Linked DNA regions of Oryctolagus cuniculus: region 2 is linked to region 1. A link is a contact called in public Micro-C data. All regions are on one chromosome and are shown on one strand. Each heading gives the region's core, a stretch centred on a gene start, on an enhancer-like site or on the middle of the called end of the contact. The rest is flanking DNA. Distances are from core to core; before and after follow the strand shown.

Region 1 (6,892 bases), core at 2,815-5,314:
GGCCCAGAACTGAGCACATCTCCTCAGGCATCCTCCAATGAACACTGGACAGCCCATCACTGGTTCTGGACCAGGACATGAAACTTGGAAGCACTCAGGCTTAGCTGCTGCGTGGCACTCCAGTCCTTGCCCAAGCATTCAGCTCTTTGGAAAAGGCTTATCTTTTTTTATTTTTTTAGGATTTATTTTTTATTTATTTGAAAGGCAGAGTTACAGAGAGAGAGAGAGAGAGAGAATCTTTCATCTACTAATCCACTCCCCAAATGGCTGCAACAGCCAGGGCTGTGCCAGGCCTACGTCTCCCACGTAGCCACAGGGGCCCAAGCACTTGGGCCATCTTCCACTGCTTTCCCAGGCTTGCCAGCAGGAAGCTAGATCGAAAGTGGAACAGCCGGGCCTTGAACTGGCGCCCACATGGGATGCTGGCTTTGCAGGTGGTGGCTTAACCTGCCACATCACAATGCCCACCCCAGAAAAGGTTTATCTCAAAGAGACTCTTCTAGTTTACACAAACATGAGAATACATCTGGTAGCTATATTCAGGACCAACACATGTCCAGTAGGCACCATGTGTTGGGCTGTCTCTACGATACAAAAGGAACAAAAGAGAACAACAGAAACAAATTCAGGGCCCTGATGGAGCTTACAGCACATTTTATCTCTTCTCCTTCTAAGGGAGAAAGGGAGGAGGCTGACATTACATACCAGATGTTTCTCTACGGAGAGAAATGAGGTGAGGGGAGCTTCACAGTGCAGATGAAGAGGCCAGGGAAGGTGCGAGCAGAGACCAGCAGGAGGGAGTCACAATGCAATGCATGTAAAGAAGGCTCCAAGGTGTGGGAATGCAAGCGCAGAGTCCCATGTGCTCAAAGATTGGCAAGGAGGCCAGGAAAGGTGGGGCAGAGAGCAGCAGCCATGGCCAGCGCTCCGGAGCCAGAAGAGAGGCCTTGATAAGGACCAGGCTCTCAGGGCATGAGAAGGGAGTTGCTGGGGCTTTAGGCCAAGGCATGACACAATCTGGCTTGTAAATGATCTCGCTGGCTGCTGTGGTGAAAGCAGACTGTGCACTTGCAATAGCAGCAACTTCTTTACCTTGATAAACCACAGCAACTCCTCCAAGACACCCTTCCAGAATACACGTTTGGTTGTCAGCAGAGGAAATTCATCTGAAAAACAGTTTGCCGCACAGTTTGAAGACGGGAAAAAAGAACACCCTGTCCAAATTTCTGTGGAAGAAAAGTGCCCTGGGACATGAGGGCCTGATGTGATAATAGAAACATCTGGAAAACTGCAATTCTGAGTGGGCACAGGGATCGGGGCAAGTCAGTGACACACTTCAGATGGACACAGCCCTCCTGAGTCTTGGCAAGCCCTGGACACAGGAATTATTCCTTCTTTAAAATATTTGATTTATTTATTTGAGAGGTAGAGTTATAGACAGAGAGGCCTTCCCTCTGCTGGTTCCCTCCCCAAATGGCCACATTAGCCAGAGCTGGGCCGATCCGCAGCCAGGAGCCAGGAGCTCACCATGTGGGTGCAGGGGCCCAAGCAGCTGGGACATTTTCCATTGCTTTCCCAGGCCATTAGCAGGGAGCTGGATCAGAAGTACAGTAGTCTGGGCAGGCGCCATGGTGCAGTAGGTTATCCTCCGTCTGTGGCACCGGCATTCCATATGGGCGCTGGTTCTAGTCCCGGCTGCTCCTCTTACAATCCAGCTCTCTGCTATGGCCTGGGAAAGCAGTAGAGGATGGCCCAAGTGCTTGGGCCCCTGCACCTGCATGGGAGACCAGGAGGAAGCAGCTGGCTCCTGGCTTCGGATCGGCACAGCTCCGGCTGTTGCGGCCATTTGGGGAGTGAACTAACGGAAAGAAGACCTTTCTCTCCATCTCTCCCTCTCATTGTCTGTAACTCTACCTGTCAAATAAATAAATAAAATCTTAAAAAAAAAAAAGTATAGCAGCCAGGAGTTGAATCTATAGCACCCACATGGGAGGTGCTGCAGGCGGAGGCTTAAGCTACTACTCTACAGTAGTGGCCCCTGGACAGAGGAATTTCACACAGTGAAACTGAGGGTAGGGAGTGCCCACATGGAAAAGGCAAAGAACAGCCATCTACCACACAAGACCAGGTGTGTGCCCAAAGCCCAAAGGCACCCATGACTAATTCCACTATGGCCCTGCTCAGGGCATAGTTGATATCACATTGGCCAAAAATACAGAATTTAGCTGTAAAACAAACTGACCTTTTTTTCCCCAGTGTGCCCTAATCAGTTCAAATATTTTATATATACGATCCTATTAATGCTCAACTCAAGCCTCCTCCAGGAGCCATGAAGATCTCCATTTTACAGATCTGGGAGGCAATATGTAAGTTTGCACAGCTTAAGGGACAAAAAGTGAGGCATCAAGCAATAGAGGAATAAAAAGTGTAAAAACCCATCTTTAAATGCAGCACCTATTTAGCCCACATCATTGGTTGTACAGCTGACATCTGTGTGACAGGGAGATTTTCAAGCTCTGGCTCTTATCAGTATTGCTTATGGAGCATCATTTCTTCCAGTTTTTTTTTTTTTTTTTTTTTTTAAGATTTATTTATTTATTTGAAAGTCAGAGTTACAGAGAGAGAGAGAAAGAGAGGTCTTCCATCCAATGGTTCACTTCCCAAATGGCCGCTATGGCCAGAGCTGTGCCAATCCGAAGCCAGGAGCCAGGAGCCTCCTCCGGGTCTCCCACACGGGTGCAGGGGCCCAAGGACTTGAGCCATCTTCTACTGCTTTCCCAGGCCATAGCAGAGAGCTGGATGGGAAATGGAGCAGCCAGGACACAAATCGGCGCCCATATGGGATGCTGGCACTGCAGGCAACGACTTTACCTGCTACACCACAGCGCCAGCCCCCATTTCCTCCATTTTTAACGTATGGGGAAGCTGAAGACCAGAAAGGTAAGCTGGCTCGCTCTCTAAGCAGAGGGGGTGAATTAAAAACTAGTTCTGCGGCTCATCAGAAGCCAATGACTGGGCTTGCAGCTGCTCAGAGGACGGCCGCAAGTTGTCCAAAGCAGGGCAGCCCCCGGCCCCTGGTGCAGTTTCCGGTTTCTAGAATGGGTGTGCGGGTTGGGGAGGGGCTCTTCCCTGACTACAGGCACCCCTCTTCACCAACAGCGGCTCTCCCCTGCAACCCCGCTCCGCCCCAGTGTCAAAGATGCTGTTCGGTCTCCTCGGAGGGTGCACTGAGCAGGATCCTAGATCTGCCGTTGGGGAGGGGCAAATCTGTCGCCCCAGCGACAGCCTGATGCTGCCACCCTCCCAGTCACTTCCTCCCTGGGCCGTCCGACGGAACCAGATGAGTAATGGCTCCTAACTCGGACTCTCGAGCCCACCCCTCGGCTCTCTCCCGCCTCCTGCCGCCCCGCCCACACCGTTTGCGCTCCAGTTTTTAAACGCTGCAAAGCGCAACACAGCTAGCGCGCGGAGTGGCGGCCCCCTGGCCAACGCCTGGGCAAGCCTGGGCAAGTCTCTGCCCCTCTCCCGGATGGGGCGAACGCTCCCAGCTCACGCTGGCTTTGGAAGGCTATGAAGCTAGGAGGCTCAGGGCTCCTATCTGTGGGGCTCTACGCAAATCACCTCTCCAACCCAGGCCTCGGTTCCCGCGCCCGGGAAATGGGGATGCGATGCTTCCCCTGCGACGCGGGACTGAGGGTAGGGCCAGCCGTGCAGCGCCCTCCTGCCCGCCCCCCGGCGCTGTCACCTCTCAGGCTGTAGCGCGCCTGCATGCCGAACACCGACAGGGTGCCGGTGCCCGTGCGGTCCTCCTTCCTGAAGCCGCAGCGCAGGATGTGCTCGATCTGCCCCAGGTACTGCAGCTCCCCGTGGGGCGGCCGCGCCTCGGCGCCCTGCTCCTGCGCCGTGGGCGGCGACGGCAGCTCAGAGCCGGCGGCGGGCATGGCGCGGGCGGCCTGGCGGCGGAGACGGCGGAGACGCGGCTTGTCGGTGGGCTAAGGTGGGCTCGGCGGCCGGGCCCCTTCCGGGCGCTCTTTTCCCGCCACCTCCAGAGCTCCGCCTCTTCCTGCGCGGCCGCGCTGGCTCCTCCCCTCGCTTCCCGGCAGGGCGGGGCGCGGTGGGAGGCCCCTGGGTCAGAGGTGCAGTCAGCACCCTGGGATCCGTCATCTCCACAGCTAGGAAATTCTTCGTCCCATTCAGCCCAGGAGAAATTCCTAACCCTTGCAGCCTAGTACATTGGTCCGGAGGGCCGATCTAGTTTTGAAGGTTTGGAGGCTGAACTACAGAAGCCTGGAGCAATTGTGGTAATGTTCGTGCATTATTAAATATTTTTTAAAAACCTCTTTTGAGATTCTCCTGTAACGTTGATGACAGTGTAATAAGGAATTTTCACTTTCTTTGCCCCCAATCCTCTGAAGGCCAGCAGCTGGAGCAAGTGGAAAGTGACAGCCAAAAATTCTTCAGGTTTTAAGATTTATTTATTTATTTATTTATTTGAAAGGCAGAGTTGCAGGGAGAGATCTTCCATCCACTGGTTTACCCCCCCAAATGGCTGCAAGGGCTCCAGGAGGAAGCCAGGAGACTTGAACTCCAACTGGGTCTCCCACGTGGGAGTAGGGGCCCAAGCACTTTCTCCATCTTCTGCTGCCTTCCCAGGCGTATTAGCAGGGAACTGGATTGGAAATGGAGTGGCCTGGATTTGAACCACAGCTCCCATGCAGGATGCAGGTAATGCAGGTGGTGGCTTAACCTGTTGCGCCACAACTCTGGTCCCTGGTTCTTTAGGTTTTTAATACAGACATGATCCGAGTACCTTTACTTTTAATCCAGGTGCTTGACCCGCACAGAGATAAGAATTCTAAGCCCAGGCATACATGAAGTGCATAAGTGAGAATAAGATTTATTTAAAAGTTGTGAGAGTAAGCAAAAAGTTGTGAGAGTAAGCATAAGCATAAGCATACATTGTTCTCATGTGATTGTGGACCATCTCAATGGGGAAATACCCATCATGAGTAGGCCAGAGGTTTTTGAAAGAAAGCATCGGAACAGCACCCCAACTGTGGTCAGGGGCAAAAAGCAGGCTATTCCCTCTTCTCCACCTCTTTTATGAGGTAGGGGTAGTGGTGACTTAACTGAATATTCAAAGAGGGTGGGGTCTTAGCATTGGTGAAGTCAGCTGGGTTTTTTGTGGCACCACCAAGTGGAGTTTAATATGTGGTATCATGGCTTCTCCTCCTTCCTGGTCCAGGATGAGACACAGGTGCATCCTGGGAAGGTGGGTGTTTTAGGTTGCCAGGTAGAGATTACATTGCAGGGCTGGCAGGAATTCCAGCGCACCTAGACCTAAACCCTGCCTATGCCCACTATATAAATATCATTTTTTTCAATTTTAGTGAGGTGTTTACAGTTAGACTCCAGTGAATAGAAACTGTCTGATAATGACTTTAAGATGTATCGATACATGTGTTGTAAACACAAGCAGTCAATTACATCAGCAACTGTGTATTGAGTACACATTAAGTGCTCAAAAAATTTTTATTTTTGCTGTGTCTGGGAATATAAGAATAAAAGATAAAAAGAATACAATGTGGTGGGGTCAGAACTGTGGTACATCAGGATGCGGCACTGGCATCCCATATGGGCACTGGTTCGAGTTCCGGCTGCTCCACTTCCATTCCAGCTCCCTGCTAGTGGCCTGGGAAAGCAGAAGAAGATGGCCCAGGTGCTTGGGCCCCTGCACCCACGTGGAAGACCCAGACGAAGCTCCTGGATCCTGACTTTGGACCGGCCCCGCTCCAGCCGTTACTGTCATTTGAGGGGTGAACCAGCAGATAGAAGATCTCCTCTCTCTCTCTCTCTCTCTCTTTCTCTCTCTCTCTCTCTCTGTAACTCCGACCTTCACACAAATAAATCAATCTTTTAAAAAAAAAATTACCATGTGGGCTCTGCGGAACTTGTGAAACACTGTTTCTTGCCATTCAGTAAAGTGGATGTGTAACCAGACTGAGTACATCTTTCTTTTCATATTCTGATGAACAAAAGCAAGCTACTGAGCCTGCGACTGATTAAATTGTCTGTTCAAACAGATAAATGGTGTTTGTTAGTGAATTCCAGAGACTGGCCTTGGGAAGACCAGCTGCAGGTGCAAAGTGTTCTGGTCCTCCCAGGTCAGCATGGCCAAAGGTTTGAGTTTATCGTAATGTAATGTAAAGGGGGACCAACAGCTAAGGGTCAAGCATGAGCCCTGGGCCGAGTGGGCTTCATCCTGCTAAATAAAACACTGGAATCTCTGAACACAAGACTTTGCCTCTTTCAGATCTCAGCCAAAATAATCTTTTGTAGCTACTTAGTTGTACAGAATATGTTGCCTGTGTCTCCTCATGATAAAGTCAGCCATCAAGCAAGCTTCCCATGGAACCCCACTGGCGTCAGTGCCCTGCTCGCAGGCTTTGACACCTGGCCCAGCAGCCCAACCTCCTTTATAGCCTTATTAAATTCCCCGGACCAGGCGGGCATTGTGGCTCAGCAGTTAAGCTAACCACCTGCAACACCAGCATTCCATATCTGAGTGCTGGGCAAGTCCCGCCTGTTCTGTTTTTCATTCAGTCCCATGCTAATGAGCCTAGGAAAGCAGTGGGCCCCTGTCACCCACATGGGAGACCAGGATGGAGCACCTGGCTCCTGACTCCTGGCTTCAGCCTGGCCCAGCCCCAGCCACTGCAGCCGCTTGAGGAGTGAACCAATGAGTGGAAGATATTTCTCTCTTCCTCTCACTCTCTGTCTCTCACTCTGCGTTTCAACTAACTAAATCCATAAATCTTTAAAAACAAACCAACCAACCCCAGACCTTCCTCACTAAGCAGGAGTAGTTTTTGAGACTCAAAAGTCTGCTATT
Region 2 (6,892 bases), core at 2,717-5,216, 170 kb before region 1:
GGTACATTAGAAGGGAGCTGGCTCAGAAATGGAGGGCCCAGGACTCAAATGGGTATTTATATGGGGTGCCAGCATTACAAGCAGCAGGCTAACCAACTATATCACAATGTCAGCCCCCTGTGAACTTTTTGAAGTTTCTTCATAGCAGCATAAAAACAGACATTCAGGACATTTCACACAGTGGTTAAATCACCACTCTGAACACTGGCATCACATATTGGAGTGCCTGGATTGGAGTCTTGGCTCTGCTCCTGATTCCTGCTAATGTACATTCTGTGAGGTAGCAGATGATGGCTCAAGTAATTGGGTCCCTGCCACTCATGTGGAAGACTCAGATTGAGTTCCCAACTCCTGGCTTTGGCCTGGGGCAGCTCTAGCCATTGCCGACACTTGGGGAGTAAACAAAAAGATGGAAGATATCTGTGTGTGTGTGTGTGTGTGTGCGTGTGCCTGTGTGTGTCTTTCTCTTGCATTTCAGATAAAGAAATATGTTCAAGAGTAAGATGCCCTGGGGAAAGGAAGAAGAGAAGAGAGCTGGACAGTGCCCTCAGGAAGGTTAAAGTGCAGAGCATGGGGAAGAAGCATACAGTGCTACAGCAGAGCAGAGAGCTCCACTATGTTTTTTTGTTTGTTTGTTTTTGTTTTGTTTTTGACAGGCAGAGTGGACAGTGAGAGAGAGAGACAGAGAGAAAGGTCTTCCTTTTGCCGTTGGTTCACCCTCCAATGGCTGCCACAGCCAGCACATTGTGCTGATCCAAAGCCAGGAGCCAGGTGCTTCTCCTGGTCTCCCATGGGGTGCAGGGCCCAAGCACCTGGGCCATCCTCCACTGCACTCCCGGGCCACAGCAGAGAGCTGGCCTGGAAGAGAGGCAACCGGGACAGAATCCAGTGCCCCGACCGGGACTAGAACCCGGTGTGCCGGCGCCGCAAGGCGGAGGATTAGCCTAGTGAGCCGCGGCGCCGGCCGAGAGCTCCACTATGAACACCAGTTGTCTGGGTTTCAATCTGTTACTTGCTGTGGGTTGTCAAGAAGTTATTTAACCTCCACAAGCCTTGGGTTTCTCATTCAAGTGGGAATTGAAAGTACCTTACTCAGGACCAGCACTGTGGCGTAGCGGGTAAAGCCACCGCCTGCAGTGCCGGCATCCCATATGGGTGCCGGTTCGAGACCCAGCTGCTCTAATTCTGATCCAGCTCTCTTCTATGGTCTGGGAAAGCAGCAGAGGATGGCCCAAGTCCTTGGGCCCTGCACCCATGTGGGAGACCCAGAAGCCCCTGGCTTCGGGTCAGTGCAGCTCTGGCCTTTGCTGCCGATTGGGGAGTGAACCAGCGGACGGAAGACCTCTCTCTCTGCCTCTCCTCTCACTGTGTAGCTCTGACTCAAATAAATAAATCTTAAAAAAAAAAAAAAAGTACCTTACTCATAAAGTTGTTCTGAGGATTGAGAAAATAGAAGCAAACTATCAGAAAGTGGCAAGTGTGGACACACACACATTTCCCTGAAAAGGAAATTTCTAAAGAGGAAAGCTAAGAGTCTGGAAAGAAGTATCAGGGCAGCCAATTGAAGAGAGAATCAAAAGATAAACAAGGAGCAGCAAGCATTTAGCCTGGTGATTAAGAAGCCCACATTCCATATTGGACCTGGGTTGGAGCCCCAGGTCCGCTCAAGCTTCAGCTCCCTGCCAATGCACACCCTGGAGACAGCACGTGATAGTTCAAGTTGGATCCTTTCACCCACACGGGAGACTCTGCCTGCGTTTTCAGACCCTTGCCCCAGCCAGGCCCAGTCCCAGTCACAGGCATTTGGGAATCAAACCAGCAGATCAAAGATCTCTCTCCCTCTCTCTCTCCTTCTCTCCCTCTCCATCTTCCCCTCCTCCTCCCTCCCTCCTCCTCCTCCTCCTCCTCCTCCTCCTCCCCTCCCTCCCTCCCTCCCTCCCTCCCTCCCTTCCATTTAAGATGAAAAAGTCAGTGGTATTAAGTGCCACCGAAACATCAGGTAAATCAGAAGAGCATCCACTGAATTTGGCAAGGGTGACAGTAGTGAGCATGTGTCCATTGCAGAGTTGGGTTGGAAGCCTCATTACTGTCTCGTGACGCATTGTGATGAGATGTGGAAATGAGAATGCAGAACATACTCTACCCAGTTAAGAGGCTGCGCTCAGATGGAAGAGGAAACCTAAGATCTTAGTTTAACAATACAGATCACTTAAGCATAATTATATGCTGGGGGAGGGGGACATGTTGGAAATAGAGGGGAGAGCTGACAACTGATGCATAAGGGAGGAGGTGAGGTTGTGAATCCAGAACACAAGTGAAGGGTGCACATCTCGTGTTGTGTAATAGAAGGAAAAAGGTATAAATATGGCAATTTTTATAAAGTATTTGGTTATTTATTTACTTTATTTGAAAGGCAGAAGGGGAGAAAGGGAGAGACAGAGAAAGAGATCTATCCACTGTTCGTTCTCCAAATGGCTGCAACAGCCAAGGCTGGGCCAAGAGGAAGCCAGGAGCCAAGAATTCCACCCAGATCTCCCACATGAGTGGCAGGGGCTCAACTATTGAGCCATCATCCACTGCTTCCCAGGAACATTTGCAGGAGCTGTGTCAGAAACAGAAGAGCTGAGACTCGAAACAGAAGAGCTGAGACTCAAACCAGCACTGCAATACGAAATGCAAGAGTTCAAGCAGGGATGGGAAACCAGGAGGAAGCACCTGGCTCCCGGCTCCTGGCTTTGGATTGGCGCAGCGCACCGGCAGAAGCGGCCATTTGGGGTGGGGTGTGTGTGTGTGTGAACCAACGGAAGGAAGACCTTTCTCTCTGTCTCTCTAACTCTGCCTGTGGAAAAAAAAAAAAAGAAAAGAAAAGAAAAGAAAAGAAAAAAGAGAGAGAGAGAGAGTTCAAGCATTCAAGCAGGGGCCAGTGCTGTAGTGTAAGTAGGCTTAGCCTCTGCCTGCAATGCCAGAATCCCATACCGGCATCCTCTCATGTCCTGGCTGTCCCTTTTCCCATCCAGCCCTGCTATGGCCTGGGAAAGCAGTAGAAGATGGCCCAAGTCCTTGGGCCCCGGCACCTGCGTAGGAGACCCGGAGGAGGTTCCTGGCTCCTGGCTTCGGATCAGCACAGCTCCGGCCGTTGCAGTCATCTGGAGAGTGAACCAGCAGATGGAAGACTTTCTCTCTCTCTCTCTCTCTCTCTCTCTCTCTGCCTCTCCCTCTATCACTCTGCCTTTCAAATAAATAAATCTTTTTTTAAAAAATGGTAATAGTTTAAGTTTCTCACGGTTATTACTACATTTGCTCTGAAAAGTTAGAAAATTAAGGGGCACGGAGTTAAAGGCTGGGATTAACAGAAATATAAAAGTGAGTGATGCTTGATGGGAGCCTATAATAAATTCTTGATACTATCGTTTTAAAGTCTCAAGTTTCCCTCTAGAGAAACTAAAACGACCTTAAAAATAAAGGAGCCAGAGCTCTTCCAAGCAGCTTTTGAAGTTAACTTTTACAAGGGTAAAATCTCAGTCAGAAACTTCACAGACAAAAAAAAAAAAAAAAAGTGGAGTCAATGGTAGCGAGCGGGCATGCGCAGTCCAAGGCCTCCGGCACCACGAGGCCGCCAGGAAAAAAACCCGCAGCTTCCGCCTCGGAGCCTCTCGCTTCCGGTGCTTTGTGAGCGCCTGGGCGGCTCATGCCCCAGAGCCCAGAGAGAGGGAGTCCGGAGGCGAGGCCTGTCGGAGACTTCGGTTCCAACAGCGCCGGAGTGGTGCCCCGCAGCCTTCCTAACGGGAACGAGCCGCCCTCCGCGGTCTCCGCACTCTCCGCGCCCGGGCCGCTGCGGAGCGCGCCGGCGGCGCCCCAGCTTCCCTGGACGGCGGCCGGGACGCGCGTGAGCGAGGCCCGCGCCTGACGGCGGAGCCGCCTTCCAGGTCGCTGCTGCAGTCAGAGGCAGTCCAAGAGAGCTCTGCGGATTCCGGTCTGTCTTGGCTGCCGAGTAGGCTGACCGTGCCCGTAACTGACGTGTGTTGGGGTTCGGGCTGCCGTGCCGCGTCCGCGTCCACCCCAGTGGATTCGAACAAGACAGCACTGTTACCCCGGATAGGGCCTTACGTCCTTGGAGAAATTTTGCACCCAAGTAAATAAAAAAGCCCATCTCAGCAGGTGGCCGGGGTCCCTAGCTCTCCCCGACCCCTTCAAGCTCGCCGAGGCGGTGGACGGCACGATTGGCTTCTGCCGCGAGGGGGCGCCCGCAATCCGCGCACCGCTGTGCGGCCCCAATCAGTCCTGCACCAGCCTGAAGGCAGGGAGAGAGTCCAGGGCGGAAGATCCTCTGGTCCCATTTCACAAACGAGGAAAGTAAGACCCAAAAAGGGAAGCGATCTAGCCCCAACGACGCCGCTGGTTTGCAGGAGGCAGAATCGAAGTCCGTGTCTCCTCACTGCCAACCCCAAGTTCATGCCTCCAAAAGCTGGTGGTTTTCAAACCAAAAACAAAACCAACAGCATTAACAACACTGCATCTTTTTTATTTTTTTAATAAAATGTTACAAACCGAGAATACCTGCTGGGAGCAGGTGGTATCCCACAACAGAGTACCTGGGTTCTATGTCCGGCTCTGGCTCCTGACTCCTGCTTCCCAACAATAGAGACCCTGGCTCAATTGATTGGGTTCTTGCCACCCACATGGGAGACCTGGACTGTAAACCTGGCTTGGCCCAGTCTCGGTGTTGTGACATTTAGCGTGTGCACTGACATATGGGGTCTCTCTAGCTGTCTCTGTCTCTCAAATTTTAAAACTTTCAAAATTTCTTTCAATGTACTTCTAACTACCCCACCTGCCATCCCCATGGAGTTGCTATGATGAAAATAATTGTCTCTGGGACATCAGTGAAGACTCATCCAAGTCCCTCAGACTAGTATGAAAATGACTGTTAGGGTGGAATAAACTGAGGCAGAGCCCTAAGCTTGTCACCTTGATTCTAGTGTGCTGTCACCTGACTGTAGTGTGCCTGTCAGCTGACTCTAGTGCACTGCCACCCCAACTCCAGTGCACTGTCACCCTGATGCTAGTGGGTAGTGTGCTGTAGTGACTGTAGCATGCTGTCACCTGACTGTAGTGTGCTGTCACCTGACTATTGTATGCTTGTCGCCCAACTGTAGTGTGCTGTCACCCAATGCCACTGTTCTTGTCATCCAACTCTAGTATGCTTGTCACCTGACTGGTGGGTTGTCAGCCTGACTCTAAGCACAACTCTTTCCCCCCACTGCTTGTCCACCTCCTTCACAGCCACTAAACCTCCCCCTGGGACTTTTGCCTGCATCCAGACACCTGAAGCCTTCCCTGAACCAAAATTGAACTGTTGAACCACACCATGGGAACAGTTGGACTTCTCAAGTCCCCTGCCCTCCTACCCTACCTCCCTGGTTAATGCCTTGCCTGGGCTTGCTCCTTCTACTGAATTCTGCCAAGAAAATCAGGAGTAACAAGTCAGCTGTGCTGCAAAATGAACAGCTTGGAGTTTTAGTGGGGCCGCTGGCCCTGCTCAGCAATGCTTTGTAGGCAGGTGCATTTCTTTTCAATTCCAGATGCAGTGGCCTTGCCACCAAGCTCTGCCTGCCTCCACCACCATGAATACAAACCTTATCTCTTACTGTGCCAGGTGGTGTTCTCAAAACATGCCATGTGATAACTTGGTTTTATCTTCACAACAATCCTACATTGTGAATCCCCACTATACAGATGAGAAATGGAGGCACAGAGATCAAAGAACTGGAAGATGGCGGAGCTGGAATTGGAGCCTGTGTTCTGACTTGCTGGCTGCATGACCTCTGACCTCTGTGCCCTGCAGTGTTGTTAGAAAACCAAAGCCACAAGGCATCAGCTCCTTCTACCTCCATCCCATCCAGCTGACTATTTATCCAGGTCTCTACCCCTTCTTTTTTTTTTAATTTTTTTATGTTTTATTTATTTATTTGAAAAGCAGAGTTACAGACAGGGAGAGACAGAAAGAAAGAGAACTTGCATCCACTGGTTCACTCCCCAAGATGGTCACATCTCCTGGGGCTGGGTCAGGCTACAGCCAGGAGCCAGGTCTCCCACATGAGTGCAAGAGCCCAAGAACCTGGGCCATCTTCCTCTGCTTTCCCAGGCCATTAGCAGGGATCAGAAGAGGAGCAGCTGGGATTTGAATCGGTGCCAATAATGGATGCCAGTGCTGCAGGCGGCTGTTTAACCCACTGCATTCTCCACCCCTCCTTGAGCCCTTCACTTTCTACCCATAATTTTGGTTCAAGTTTCTCCAGTGTCTCAGAGGACTTGCTTCCTCAGTGAGTCTCCTCATTCCTCCATGGCTGAGGCTGGGCCAGGTTGAAGCCAGGAGCTCAGAACTCAATCCAAGTCTCCTACGTGGGTAGCAGGGACCCAACGACTTGATCCATCATCTGCTGCTTCCCAGGGTGCACAGTAGCAGGAAGATAGATCAGAAATAGAGGATCCAGCACTTGAACCAGGCACTCTGACATGAGCTGTGGGCATCCCAAGCAGCAACTTAACTGCAGCACCAAATACCTGCCCCTCGGGGCATTTTTCTCACGTTTTTTATAGACAAATTTTATTTAAGTTATGCAAGTCTCATGTTTTTCATATATACAGATTTAGGAACATAATGACACTCCCCCCTATCCCACCCAAGTTCCATCCCTTCTTCCTCCTTCTCTCACATTCCCACTCTTAATTTTTACAAAGATCTATTTTCAGTTTACTTAACAATCATATAGTTAACCCTACACTAAGTAAAAAAAGTTCAACAAATAGTATGAAGAGAAAAAAAACTGTTCCTCTATGGAAGAGAAAAAGGCTGTAAACAATCATTGAATCTCAAAATGTCTATTTCACT

What was found. Hi-C and Micro-C count contacts between places; a contact is called where the count stands out from the background.
Region 2: a contact with region 1 is called in a Micro-C map of ear pinna, with 5 times the contacts expected there. The contact joins the enhancer-like site here to the promoter of TYMS in region 1. A contact is called at or near these places in 4 of 6 Hi-C or Micro-C datasets (ear pinna, psoas muscle, skin fibroblasts and 1 more).

Annotation. Positions count from the first base shown.
Region 1 is chr10:57,277,289-57,284,180 of mOryCun1.1, reverse strand. TYMS (thymidylate synthetase) reads right to left here and starts at 4,064. Exons shown (of 7, transcript XM_002713438.5): 1 at 3,746-4,064; 2 at 1,093-1,166. The coding sequence starts at 3,941.
Region 2 is chr10:57,447,640-57,454,531 of mOryCun1.1, reverse strand. No RefSeq gene overlaps it. Among named protein-coding and RNA genes, the nearest start is that of YES1, 35 kb to the right of the region's middle. Within about 2 kb of position 3,966, at least 7 of the 8 cell types and tissues checked have an H3K27ac peak or open chromatin away from gene starts, as enhancers often do. A contact at or near this core is called in ear pinna, where this site is marked.